Linked DNA regions of Gossypium hirsutum: regions 1 and 2 are each linked to region 3. Evidence: chromatin contacts called from public Hi-C data. All regions are on one chromosome and are shown on one strand. The core of a region is the stretch at or near the end of the contact, and the rest is flanking DNA. Distances in the headings are between cores, read along the strand shown.

Region 1 (4,317 bases), core at 1,516-4,015, 240 kb after region 3:
CGACTGACCCTTACATGTTCTAGCTTTGCATTGGCTTGTTCCTCTCATGCAACCACCCCTGCTTCCTACTAAGTCTGAGCTTTGCAAAGCAAGTCTCGGATTTACTCATCAAAGGTTTTCTCGCCCATGGTGTCAAGTTTTGCTGCCACATCGTTATGGCCTCGAGTTTAGGATTAAGTCACCTACAAGCAGCACAAAAGTCATATTTGAACAATGGTTAATCCTATTTTTTAAATTTAAAGATTTTAATCTAATTATTAAAATTGTAAGTATTTTCTATTAGTATTTGTCGATTTGACATGTTGGTTAGGATACACTCATATGACGTCACATATGATTGATGGGAAATAAATATATTACATTGGCTAATTTGAACTGAAACTACTTACGACGATAAGATTGGACTATGATTTTTAAATTGAAAAGATAAGAATTAAATTTTTTAACTTTTAAAGTACAGAGACTAAATTTTAATACATCATAATTAAGGGGAATATATCAAAGTTATACATGAACTATGATTTAATATTCAATTTGATATATGAACTTTGATTTTATGCAATTTGATACATGAATATTAAACTTAGTTCAGTTTTCACAAATCATTAATATTGTACTCGATGTACTGTCATTTTAGGCTTACACCGATGAAAGTATGTAAAATTACTTGAGTTTTACACTAATGTAAGTGGATCACTCTTCAAATACTTATAGTTTAATATCTAAATATGTTAACAATACTATATTGTGGCATACTAACGATGCATGTGAAAACAATTATATAATAAATTTGTTAAAACTTGATATAAAAATAAAATATGTATTTGACTGAAATGATTGAGAGAGCGAGTGTTGTGGAGTCTTAAATCTTAAGTTCAAATCATATATATATATATTTGGATTTTATATGAAATTATAAAAATATTCTCAAAATAATATTTGTTTCTTCGTTAAAATATAATGATCTTTTAGTACTTTAACAACTGAGCTGGGACCTAATTGAAGAGTGATGCCAACTTAGTCAAACTCTTTATAAATATTATAGACTTAGCAACCGAGTTGAGATTCGATTGAAGGGTGAGACAAACTTAATTAAGCTCTTCATAAATAATATAGATATATTATATAAACATACAAATATACTTTAATAGGCAAATAAAATATTTTATATACAAATATGAATTTTAAATTTATTAATTAGATTCAATAATTTGGTTTAATAATTATATGTCATGTTTATATATAATTTTAAAAATAAAAATGATTCAAATAAAAAAATTAAAAATTAATTTTCGAATACCAAAATCTTGTGCCAGCCGGAACAAAATGTTACAAATCAAAAATTAGATGAAATGGACAATAACACAAGTAAATTTTGACTGAAACAAAATTTAGACTAGTTGATACTTTGATGTAGAGCCATTGGCTTCCCAATAATTTTTTAAAATTTTCCTTAAACTCTTAAACTTTTTTGAAAATTTCAATTAAGTTTTGTTAAAATTTTTAAAAATTCTCGTAAAATTTTATAAAATTTTAACACCAATATCCGTCTATCAACAATTATGATGTGTTAGAACCAGCAGTTCTTAGAAACTGCCTACACAATTTATTCTCACATCACTCAATTGGTAAGTCTAGTTTACACAAACACCCATCTCAATATACAACAAGATGAAGTGTGTTCAGCTTCAACAAAAGCTTTAATTACTTCCATACATACAATCCCATGCAATAAAACATAAATCAAGCTACATATCTCAACTATTCCTTATTACTTCTATTATGGGAAAACACTTTTAAAACCTCAAAGGCAATGAAAAACAATCCTTAAACATGATGCTTCACCACAGTAACAGGACAGGAGCCATTGTTCACTACATAGTTGCTTACACTGCCCATTATAGCCCTGAAAATAAAAACAAATTAAAATCTCGGAATATGATAATATATGTTGCTATGACTCTTCACTTCTTTGAAAAAATATCAGTGTTTGATATCCTCTCATAAAAATATATAATTTAATCTCATAGTCTAAAAACGAAAGAAGAGATTAATTGATGAAAAAGGTTTACCTCTTAAGCGTGCCAAGCCCTCTATTTCCTACAATTATGCAGCTAAGAGGGATAGTATCAATGGCCTCACATAACTTCTCACGAGGATCACCCCAGTATATCTTCATCAGCACCTCAATCTGATGATTTGTGAGTAAAATATATCAACTTACTAATAATAATTAACAATAACTGAAACAAAATGAATTAAGTTCAATTTCATGGATTTTTGTGGGAAGAAGAAAAGTACTTGGGTTTGCCTAGCAGCAGTGGTGACAATATCCAAAGTTTCAGGGTCTGGCTTTACTCCATACCTCTTCATGATAATTGGATCACAGAATTCACTTAATGGGATTAAAGCTACATTAACATAGTAAAATTAAAAAAGTCATTTCTTTAAGCTTATCCTGGATTCTTTTTTCTCGAGAAACAAACGATAAAAATTAATTAGAGGAAGAAGAGTATGTACGTGAACCGGTGGCTTCCCAAAGCTGTATCTGATCGCCTTCGTCATAATGACCTTCAGGTCGAACGGCAACAAGGATAAGATGATCCCCTTTCCGGATAACGTTATCCACAGCCCATTTCAACGCATTCTTGCTGCTTGGAGAGAAATCAACAGCAATCCCAACTCTCCTATCAGCCGCCATATCTCTCCGCTCTGTCTTTACTTTTTTCTATGATCACCCTAATATGCTTAGCCCTGTGTGTATATATATCTATATTAAACTTTTTAAACCCTTTTATAGCTGGAATTTTTATGGGAATAAATTTCATTTTGGAATTTACTTTTTTATATAATTATTTTAGTCCAAAGCACTAACATTATGAAAGAATATTACGTCTTAATTCAAAATATTAAGATCATTAAATATTTCCTTAGTTAACTTGTATAAATTTTTTCAAACAATGTGAAATTTATTTCGTAAAATTCTGGCTATAAAAATAATCATTTTTTTAATTTTTTATTTAAAAAATTCAACTCAACCTCATTATATGAGTTTTTTTTAATTTATATTAATAGTACAACTTTTTAATGATATTAATAAAGAATAGTATTTGATGCATACTATTGCACGAATCTCATGCATCATCTATAAATAATAACATACTACATTATTATTAAATAAAATAAAAAATTGTGAAGGATTTATAAATAAATACTAATAATTTTTTTAAAACAAATTTAAATATTAATTTTGTTATAACTACTATAAATATATATTAATAACTCTCAAGCTTAGAGTTTACGATCTTAGGTTTAAAATACCGAATTTAAGCCGGATAGATCATCGATGATGCATCACATATTCTCTTTATTAATAATTTATCTAAAATATAAATTTGATAATTAAATAATTAAATTATATAATATAATTAAGCATAATGTAAAGAAGAAAAGTGACCTATATTTTATACGAGCAAGTGAGTCGGAATGAATAGAAAGGCATCAACTTTAGATAAAGAGAGAAAGGGCCAGAAACTGAAGAAAAGTTTGTAATGGAGTTTACTTTTTGAGGTAAGGGTTGGTGTATGATTTTTCGCCTTTTCTTTTTTTTTTTATCATAAGAATTTTGGCATTTTTTGAGCCACCGATGGAGATAAGACGGTGATTGTGAAAGTTTAGACATTGTCTGAGAAGTATCGGATTCTTTGTTGTTGTCGGGTGGTGACCTCCACGTGGGCAATCAATGTTTGATGAATTTTTGTCTAGCTTTACTTTAATGAGTGTCTGGTGCATATAAATGATTAACTTGTAAGAATAATCATTGTTAATTACAAATTATAATAACATGGTTTATAAATATACGGATTTGAGGGAATATGATAAATTTTGTTGAGGCAAGTGCTATGGTCGTTATGGTTAACATTGCGATGAGTTGAGTTTTTTTTTTTCTATTAACTTGTTATTTTTAGGATAGGTAATTTTTAAAATAAAATTTTTGAGCTATAAATTATGTTGATATCATGAAAATATGATTATCCATCTATAAAGATCAAATTCATTTTAGACCTTATCATGAGTCATGTTATTTGGCCCTACTTGAAGGTCTACCCGAAAGTTAAAATAGTTTGTGTAAAAATATAGGTTTAAAAAATGAGCTTAGGCAAAAAACGATGCCCGTTTTATAAGCGGGTCGAGCCTCAAGTAAGCTTTTTTTTTATCCTGGGCTCGACTGGGCCTAAATTTACAAAAAATAAAAAATTAAACATGTTATTTTGGTGCTATTCTGCTACTATTTCGTTATTATATTGTTATTATTTT
Region 2 (4,572 bases), core at 1,548-4,047, 180 kb before region 3:
ACTCTCTTTTTTTACCATTGGACCCCCTAACAGTAAAAAAAAAGTCGTTAGAGGATAAAAACACGGAGCAAAACGCACCCTTGGGGGAGCTTTTTGCCATGTCAGCAAAGCGCATCCATGTTAGCGCGTTTTGTGCTGACATGGCAAAAACGCTCACCCAGGGGTGTGATTTGTTGGAAATTTTCCCTTAAAACGCTCCTACGTGGATGCGTTTTGCCAAAATCGGCCCTTTCTGGTAAATAATGTTGAAATCAGCCCATTTCTATAAATATAGTTGGAAATGGACCTTTTTAGGTAAATTAGTCGATAAAAACGCCCTTATTTGGTAATTTTTAATTAATTCATAAAAGCCAATTATGTTAGTTAAAGAGATCATAGATTCGAGCGCTTTAAAGTGTATTTATTCTTCTATTTAAAAGTTGAAAGAATTTATAGATAGTTTTACGTATTGTGTAAAAAAAATAAAAATTCATTTCAATCTTATAATATGCCATATATCTTATACAACATACATTGCATGATTTAGATTTGATAAAAACATCTAAAAAAGTAAAAATAAGACATGACTCTCCAAACTAAACATATCAAAAGGAAAAAAAAGCATGAAACCAATTGAAATAAAGCAACTATGAGAAAATGATACCACTTGATAGGAAATGAGGTACATATAGAGAAAAATCAAAAGAAAGAGCATATGTAAATCAAACAATATTTAATGATATGCAAATTTAAAAAGATATTAATTGAAATAAATTTTAGAAAATTTAAAAAAGAAATTTGGTATTAAAGATTCAGAAAAGGTATGGTTGGTAATCATTCTTGCTTACTTTGTGGTAATTCTAAAGAATCTATCATTCATGTTTTGCAAGATTGTTGTAAGGCTCGTAAGTTGTGGAAACAGTTTATCCCTAATAAATGTTCTATACAGTTTTTTTCCATCCTACTATTTAACTGAATTTTTTTAAATATAAGGAATGAGCTTGATTTAGTCTATACTGAGGTAGAGTGGCAGTCTCTGTTTGGTATAATTTGTTGGAATTTATGGAAATAGAGAAATATGTGGATTTTCAAAGAGGTGGATGTTGATTTAAAACATATTCTTATCTCTTTGGAGTTGGGCGAATTCTATTAAGCATTGTCTTGCTCCATCTGTTGGTTCTTCTAGAAATCTTAGCCGTTGCAGTCATTGGGTATCTCCTCCGTCGGGGTTTGTTAAATTGAACAGGGATGGGGCAAGATCTTCGAGTCCAGGATTTGCTTCTGCTACTATTGTGGCGAGAGATGTTACGGGAAGATGGCTTAGAGGTGTGGGTAGGAATATTAGAGGACGTAATGTCGAGCAGACAGAGCTTTGGGTGATTTATGATGCCCTTGTGTTGGCTTAGAATGTTAAATGGGATACTATCATTGTTGAAATGGATTGTGCCCAAGCCCTTTCAACAATCTCGGACAATTCTCATGGTATGTCGAATAGGGATTTAGTGATTAGAATAAAGGAACGTTGCAGCATGAAGTGGCAGGTGATTTCACAGAAGGTCGCAAAAGAAACTAATGCTACAGCTCACATATTGGATGGTACAATGTAGAAGATCCCACATGGTTCTATCAAGTTCAAGGATATTCCTATAGAAATTATTGAGTAAGTTTAGATTGATGGGGACTCAATTTGTAGTGCAACTGTTTTATCTTTGTAATTGATCTCTATTTTATTTACTAAAAAAATATTTCAAATTATTACAAGAAAAATAAAAATAAAAATCAATAAAGATATCACTTATTTTTTAATAAAAATTCATGAAAAGCATATTTAAGTAAAGATTTTACAATAAAACAAAAAAAAAGCATTTCTTGACCAAATCAATAGAGATAAAAAAGTTTAAGGAAAAATAAGTGCATCACCATCAAAATTAAGATTTTGTAGATTTACAATAAAAAGAAAATTGAAAAAGTGTCAAAACAATGCAAACACATTCAAACAAATCCAAAAGTTAAATTATTAAATAAGTTGATAAAGAAAAATCTATAAATGTGTAAATTGAGTGCATTCATATTTTAAATAACCTGTACATAAATTTTAAACCAAATAGCTTGAAACTTAAATAATGTGTTACTTACTGCAATAAACTTAATGGAGCTAAGGAAATTTTAAATTTGATTCCATGAATTCAGATAAAATATTAAATATACATTATTTAAGTTTAATTTATAAAAATAAAGATAATATTCCCTTTTAACAACTAACTTATCAGCATTGCTTTGGAGGGAAAATGACTTTCTTATGGTTCCTTTTACCCCATAAACAACCACTTCTTTTATAAAAAAAAAAAATTTTCATCTTAATAGTTTAAACAAGAGACCCATTTGATTCTTCATGCTGAATTCTTATATTTTATTATTTTACAATTGTGTTTAAAATATTTTTATATAAATTTTAATAAATTAATAGTATTGTATGAATTCTAAAAAAATAATCATATATATATTTATATTTTATTATTTATTCTTATCATATATTTCAAATAAATTTAAATATTCTATATAATATTGTGAACTCTAATTTGATGTTTGATACCATGTTGCCCAATAACTTTGAAAAATAGGTTTTCTCTTGACGCGTGTACACCAGCACATCAGGTTGTACACAAAATAATAAAAACAGGGCTGTAACATTATGAAAAACCCAAGGACCACTCAAAAGTCTCCCGTTTGGAATTTTGAATCTCCAAAGAGACGTTACAAGCTTTTTTTAAATTTACCTCTTTTTATTATTAAATTAAAAAAACGATTTTATTATTCCTTATTTTTTTCAAAAATCAAAATCCGTGCTTATTGTCTATTTGAAACTACAAAAAACTCTCTGTTGTATCTCTCTGTCCCTTTCTCACATTCAAAGGAGGAGCCTTTCACTTTTGTTTGTCTCAAAAACATCCCCCAAAATTTAAGCTTAATAATCGCATATCAAAGTTTTAGTCTTTTCTTTATATTCAAGCTCAACCCAGAAAATTTTTTAGCTACATTCAAGTTGTTCTTCTTCATTGGTTTCAATGTAAGTTCTTTTTTTTCCTTCGTGTAAAGATTTGGCTTTTTGTTTTGGGGGTGTATTTTTTGATTTTATGTTTTCTTTTTCCTATTTTGAGTTGTTCACATGGATCTGTTTGGTAGCTGGGAAAATCAGAGAAAAGCGATATATGACTTAAAATTTTGAGTACAGTGTTCGTCTTGCAGCTTCAATGAAATTGAATTGCTTGGTACGTTGTAGAAGCAATCTATCATTTGATTTACTGATTGGGTTAAAACTGGGATCTAAGGTGTTTATTATATTAAAATGAGTCAATGCAGTTAGTGTCTAAGTTCTTTAATCCCCCATTAGTACTATAGATAAATGCAATATTGTGGGATCTTAGCTATTTAAATTTTAAACAGCAATGCTATTATAGTAAAGCATATGTGAAGATTTAGAGGGGAATTTCAAGATATCAATGTAGCATAGTTCCGACATTGTACCTGGAATTTGTGAGAATAGTTTAGTTCAAATGTTAAAGATTGAGCGCATTGTTATATAGATATATAAGAATGGTAACTATGGAATCAAGGATTTAGAGATGGTTTATTTACTTGTTTAATGTTCCTCGGTTTCGAGTTTGTTCAATGGTTTTTAGTTATTTGAAGTTTTGCAATGTGTATTGCTAGTATGATGTGAAATGATGATTGAGATACTGCATTTCACCATGTTTAACTTGATGCATTTTCGGACATCTTGAACTCGACTTAACGATGAACATCGAGCCTTTTGTTCGTCTAATTTAATATATTTCTCTAGGTTTTGTTCATCTTGTAGGAGTCTATGATATAGTGTTTGATTGTGTAAGAAATTCTATAATTTGTAACTGAATGGTTCGTTGTGTTTAACAATATCAACAGACGGATTTGATCGGTTGAATCGAGTTTGTATTTCTCAGTATAAGTTGATCTGTTTGGTTTCATACAATGGGGGTCGAAAAAGAAGGTTCAACGAATGGAGGAGGTTATGTAGGTGGATTCTTTCAGCTATTCGACTGGACTGCGAAATCTCGGAAGAAGCTATTCTCAAGCAAGTCGGATTTTCCAGGTATAACCACCTTCCCGGCGAATGCAAGGAAAAATTATGTTCTTGCATCATAATAGTTATGTCCTTTTGTCGTTGCTGATCGGTTTTATGTCTTCAAATTTTTAGAGCGTTCCAAACAGGGAAAGAGAAGTGATGGGAACATACCGATGACACGAATCCATTTGGTGAGAACATAGCAACAGGATATGAATTCAGGGTTGATCGTAATCTGAAACTGCTCTTACAATTGTTGTTTGTGATTATTTCAGATGGACGAGGATGAAATTGGAGCTGGGGCAAGCTTCAAAGGAAGTAGTGATTATAGTTGTGCATCTTCAGTTACGGATGATGATATGTATGGAGCTAAGGCCCCAAATGTAGTTGCTCGGCTTATGGGACTAGATTCGTTACCTACATCTTCCGAGCCATACTCCACCCCATTTTTCGACACTCAATCTCTTCGAGATGCTCATTTTCGAAGGAGA
Region 3 (4,159 bases), core at 992-3,491:
TTTCTTTCGCCATTTCATTCTAAAATCGGATTTGGAAAGGATCAAGTAAATGGCAAGGGTCATGCAATCATTTTTAAATCCAACCAGATCAAAAACTCAACTTAAGAATCGATATGAATTAACTAAATTAATTAAAAACTGGTTAAATCAGATTTTTTTTTTAATTTTTAAAATTTTAATGAGCTTTTAATCAAATCAGTCAAACCGATAAATCAAACCGATAAATCAATGACCTGACAGTTCAACCACCAGTCCAGTTCTAAGAATAGTGGAGCCATGTTCAAGTTCCTCAAGCCTAAGCGTCCATAGCCTGCTAACATCCAGGCCACTGCATTGTGGGGGCATCACTGCTGCTACCACCGCTGTTTGGCTCATCCAGCAATTGGCTCTTTGTTAAAAAGAACTTTGAAAACATTGGCGACCAAATCATAAACCTTTTTTAATTGAGCGAACAAAATAAAAACTCTTGCTCAAATCCCAGCAATGGGAACGCAGCAGTAACTAACACAAATTCAGATGGCACATTCAAGGTGAGTAACTCAAAAAATAGATTTTTCAAACTCCAATCATATAACACTCAACAAATAACAAAGCAACTGATGGTAGAAGGAAAAGCAATGAAAACATCTAGCAACCCTATCCTAGTGTGTTTGATTTCCAGCATTTTTAAGAACATAATATGCCAAAGGGAAAACCTAATAAAGAACCGCAAGCAGATGGTAAAATTATCCGGTCTCAGAACCGGCAAATCCGACATCGAAAAGGAAATGTGTATGACAACCCTGTTCCTTTCAGCGCCTTCTGTTATGCTTCCGGCTCTTCCATCGGCTGCTCTTATCATCAGAATCTGAACCTGATGTTGATTCAGAATCGGAAGACTCACAAGAAGAGCTGTACCTTCTGCGTCTCACCTTCTTCTGCTTCTTCTTCCTATTCTTCTTTCTCCTACGCTTCCTCTCTTCCTCGGACTCTGATGACGTACTGTAATCCGTACTACTCTCTGCTGAAGAAGAACCTGATCCCGTAACAGATGAGGCACCACCGCTATCAGTCTCGAAAACAGAAGCCTCACTATCACTACTAGAATCCGAATCCGACCGGTGCTTCCTCTTGCTTTTGTTAGACCTACTATTATCATCTTTCTCATCATCCTTCACATCAGGGTTATCCAAATCATAAGAGACAGAAAGCTTCATCCTCAATTTCGGGTTCTTAAGCTGCTGAGTACGCGACGGTCGCGACATATAAACCCGTTCATTCTTACATTCATACGTCCAATGCCCCGCTTGGAAACACTTTTGGCACTGAGAAGCACCCATCGTAGACGTCATGGTTATCTTGTCTTTCCTTTCGCCTAATCTAACTGCCTTTTCAGTACTCATCAGATACATTTGCCTCTTCGCTTCCCTTTTCTCTTGCCATCTGCTAGGCCCCTCTTCTTTTTGCCCATAAGCATTGACATTTCGGGCGGCAGCCGCAGCTGCCCTTTCAGCCTGAGCTCGACTTAGGCCTTTTGCAGCACTCAATGCTGCTGCCTTTATTCTTTCAGCAGCAGCCTGAGTTTTCTCTTCTTTCTTACTTGACATTTTATATATATATATGTATGTGTATGTATATGCTGCAATCAAATGTTCAATCAGATCAGTTCATTACTCTAATAGGATTTTTAGAACTAATGAAAAGTGGATAAAGACAGAAAAAATATCAATGTTTACCTATGAACTTAACTACGAACAAGCAATGAAGGCAAACTGAAGACAATTTGCAAAATCTACCCGTTAAAACGAAGAAATTATAAGCAAACGTGCAATTTTTCTTCAAAACAACGAAACATAAACGTAAAAGAAATTGAAAAAAAATTAGAGTAATTCTCAAATACAAAGGCCAAATAAACCCTAATTCTTTTTTGGAAGAACAAATAAACCCTAAATTGAAAGTAATAATGGGGTGGGGGAAGAATAAACAAATCTAATCGAGCGAAATCCTTAATAGCGGATAGGGTTTTAAAATAATTAAAATCGAAAAGGGGGGGGGGGAATTAAGGCTTACCAGAACTTCTTCGCGCTGGGGAAAGATCCAAATCGAAATCCTTAATAGCGGATAGGATTTTTTCCCTTCAAGAGTAAATTCAGATTTAAAACGCTCGAGGTTTTTTTCTTCAATAATTGTTTGTAAATTAAAATGTCCTACCTATTTTATATTTCAATCAAATCCACCTAATTACCACACTCTTTATTTTGATATCTTTTAACCGCTTAATAATAAATTTATTTCTTTTATAATTTAACAAATTTAAACTTCCAGTAACTTTAAAAAATTTAACAAATTTAACCTTCAATATTTACAATATTTATCAATTTAATTTTAAATATAAAAAATTTCAAAACTAAAATAAAAATTTATGAAAAAAGATTTTTAGGATTTTGGTACTATATTTTTAAGGTTTTTTTAAAAAAATAGTTTTAAACTTCTTTTATTTTTATATTCTTTTAAACTTGTAAAGTATTTTAGAATTTTTAATAAAAAAACATTTTTAAATAATTTTCTATTTTAAAATTTTTATATGTTTTAAGATTTTTATAGATGAGACTGTTTTTTTAAGATATTAAATAATTTTTAATCTATCTATTTTTTAATTTTTTAAATTAGGACTAAATTGACAATTTGTAAAGTAAATTTGTTAAAGTTTTTAGAGTCAAATATCAAATTGATAAAATGTGTATACATTGAAAGATGTTAACCAATCAGATTAATAAAGAAAAGAAAGTGATAGTTGAATCGATGATTCGCTTGTAGGCAAGGCAGAGAGCCACTGTAGGTTAGTAGCTTCTGGGAGTGGAATTATAAAGAGGAGGAAGAAGAAGAAAGGAGAAGATGTGTGTGTATGAAGTAGTGCCTTGTGCGATGTTGTATGGACCATTTTAAGTGAGAGACAAGATATCTACATGCTTAGAGATTACTGACATTGAGACTTGATCTGGTTTCCTAACTCTGATGTTTTAAAATATGACGTCTTGAGATAATTGGGTAATTAATGATTTTAAATTTCTCATATACATCTCAAATATGTTGTGAGCTTCGTCAAGCTCAAGTTCGCTTGTTAAAAGTGGAAGGTTCACTAAATTAGTCAAGTTTGCTAGAGACATGATTTGCTAAAGGATCGGTTCTCCCGAAGGACATGTGTTGGGATTTGCGGTGTAGCTATAACAAAGGGTTAAATTTATTATTATACTAATAAAAAATAAAGTTCCACTATTAACTAAACAACAAAGTGACAAAAAAATCAAATTTAAAAAAAATGACCAAAACAAATTTGATAATGTTAACAATTGACTTTGAATTATAAAATCTAAAAAATAAAAAAGATTAAACTTCACAAATAGAAGTACAAAAATTAAATTCTAAAATTTTGTATGGCTTATTATAATCTAACCATACCATCTTAATATTTTTTATAATCATTAAATTATTATAATTTCTCAAAATACCGAATCATAAAGTTGATATACGTAGACATTTTAAATAGCAAACATCAAGAAGATAGGGAGCTCAAAAGATTCTCCAGCAGGAAGCTAGCTAATACGTTTTTCATTTTGAGAATATATTCTTTTTCAAATTTTTTTTCTCAATATAAAGTGGTCTAAAACAACAATGAACCTTTTTGGTGGATAATTTTCCACAGACCTACCATTCCCTGATATCTTTCTCTCTCGAAAGAATCTCAAAGTATAAATCAATAACAAAAACTGGATTTAAGAGACAATGGAAAAGAAAATTAAAAATGAAAAAGCAAAAATTCTAATTTATCTACAAAGATGGATCTTCACTATAAGATCTATCTACGGCGGCTGCAAAGACGACAATATCCGCATAAAAAAGTCGGATAGGCGTCTGAGTTTAGATAAGAGCTCTGCATTTCTCCCGAAGTAAGACTCCGCATTCAACAACATTACCTGAATATCGTGCTGCACTGCTTCTAAACTTCGATAATAGTTGTTCTCCAACCTAGACTGGATAATATCAAATGATAATGGCACAGGGTACCTGCCAAAATAGTCATTTCCAACATTCAGTCACGTTTTAAACCCAAAAGCCAGAGAGTACCGGCTAACACCGAGTTTGGCGGGTGGAAATGAGGAAGGAAAGTGTGTGGATGGAA

Evidence for each region. A called contact is a pair of places that touch in the nucleus more often than the background predicts.
Region 1: a Hi-C map of leaf shows a contact between it and region 3, with 3 times the contacts expected there. The contact joins the promoter of LOC107888958 here to the promoter of LOC107888952 in region 3. A contact is called at or near these places in 15 of 34 Hi-C or Micro-C datasets (callus, hypocotyl, leaf and 1 more).
Region 2: a contact with region 3 is called in a Hi-C map of leaf, with 2.5 times the contacts expected there. The contact joins the promoter of LOC107888942 here to the promoter of LOC107888952 in region 3. A contact is called at or near these places in 4 of 34 Hi-C or Micro-C datasets (callus and leaf).

Annotation. Positions count from the first base shown.
Region 1 is chrA09:57,338,506-57,342,822 of Gossypium_hirsutum_v2.1, forward strand. It overlaps LOC107888958 (universal stress protein PHOS32), which reads right to left and starts at 2,766. Exons shown (of 4, transcript XM_016813235.2): 1 at 2,521-2,766; 2 at 2,302-2,411; 3 at 2,073-2,191; 4 at 1,569-1,906. The coding sequence starts at 2,701. The coding sequence ends at 1,828.
Region 2 is chrA09:56,919,500-56,924,071 of Gossypium_hirsutum_v2.1, forward strand. It overlaps LOC107888942, which reads left to right and starts at 2,798. Exons shown (of 6, transcript XM_041077729.1): 1 at 2,798-3,046; 2 at 3,922-4,108; 3 at 4,214-4,272; 4 at 4,357-4,572. The coding sequence starts at 3,988.
Region 3 is chrA09:57,103,560-57,107,718 of Gossypium_hirsutum_v2.1, forward strand. LOC107888952 (zinc finger CCHC domain-containing protein 10) reads right to left here and starts at 2,242. Exons shown (of 2, transcript XM_016813229.2): 1 at 2,050-2,242; 2 at 532-1,618. The coding sequence starts at 1,586. The coding sequence ends at 792. It overlaps LOC107888953 (bromodomain and WD repeat-containing protein 1), which reads right to left. Exons shown (of 25, transcript XM_041077734.1): 25 at 3,574-4,044. The coding sequence ends at 3,840.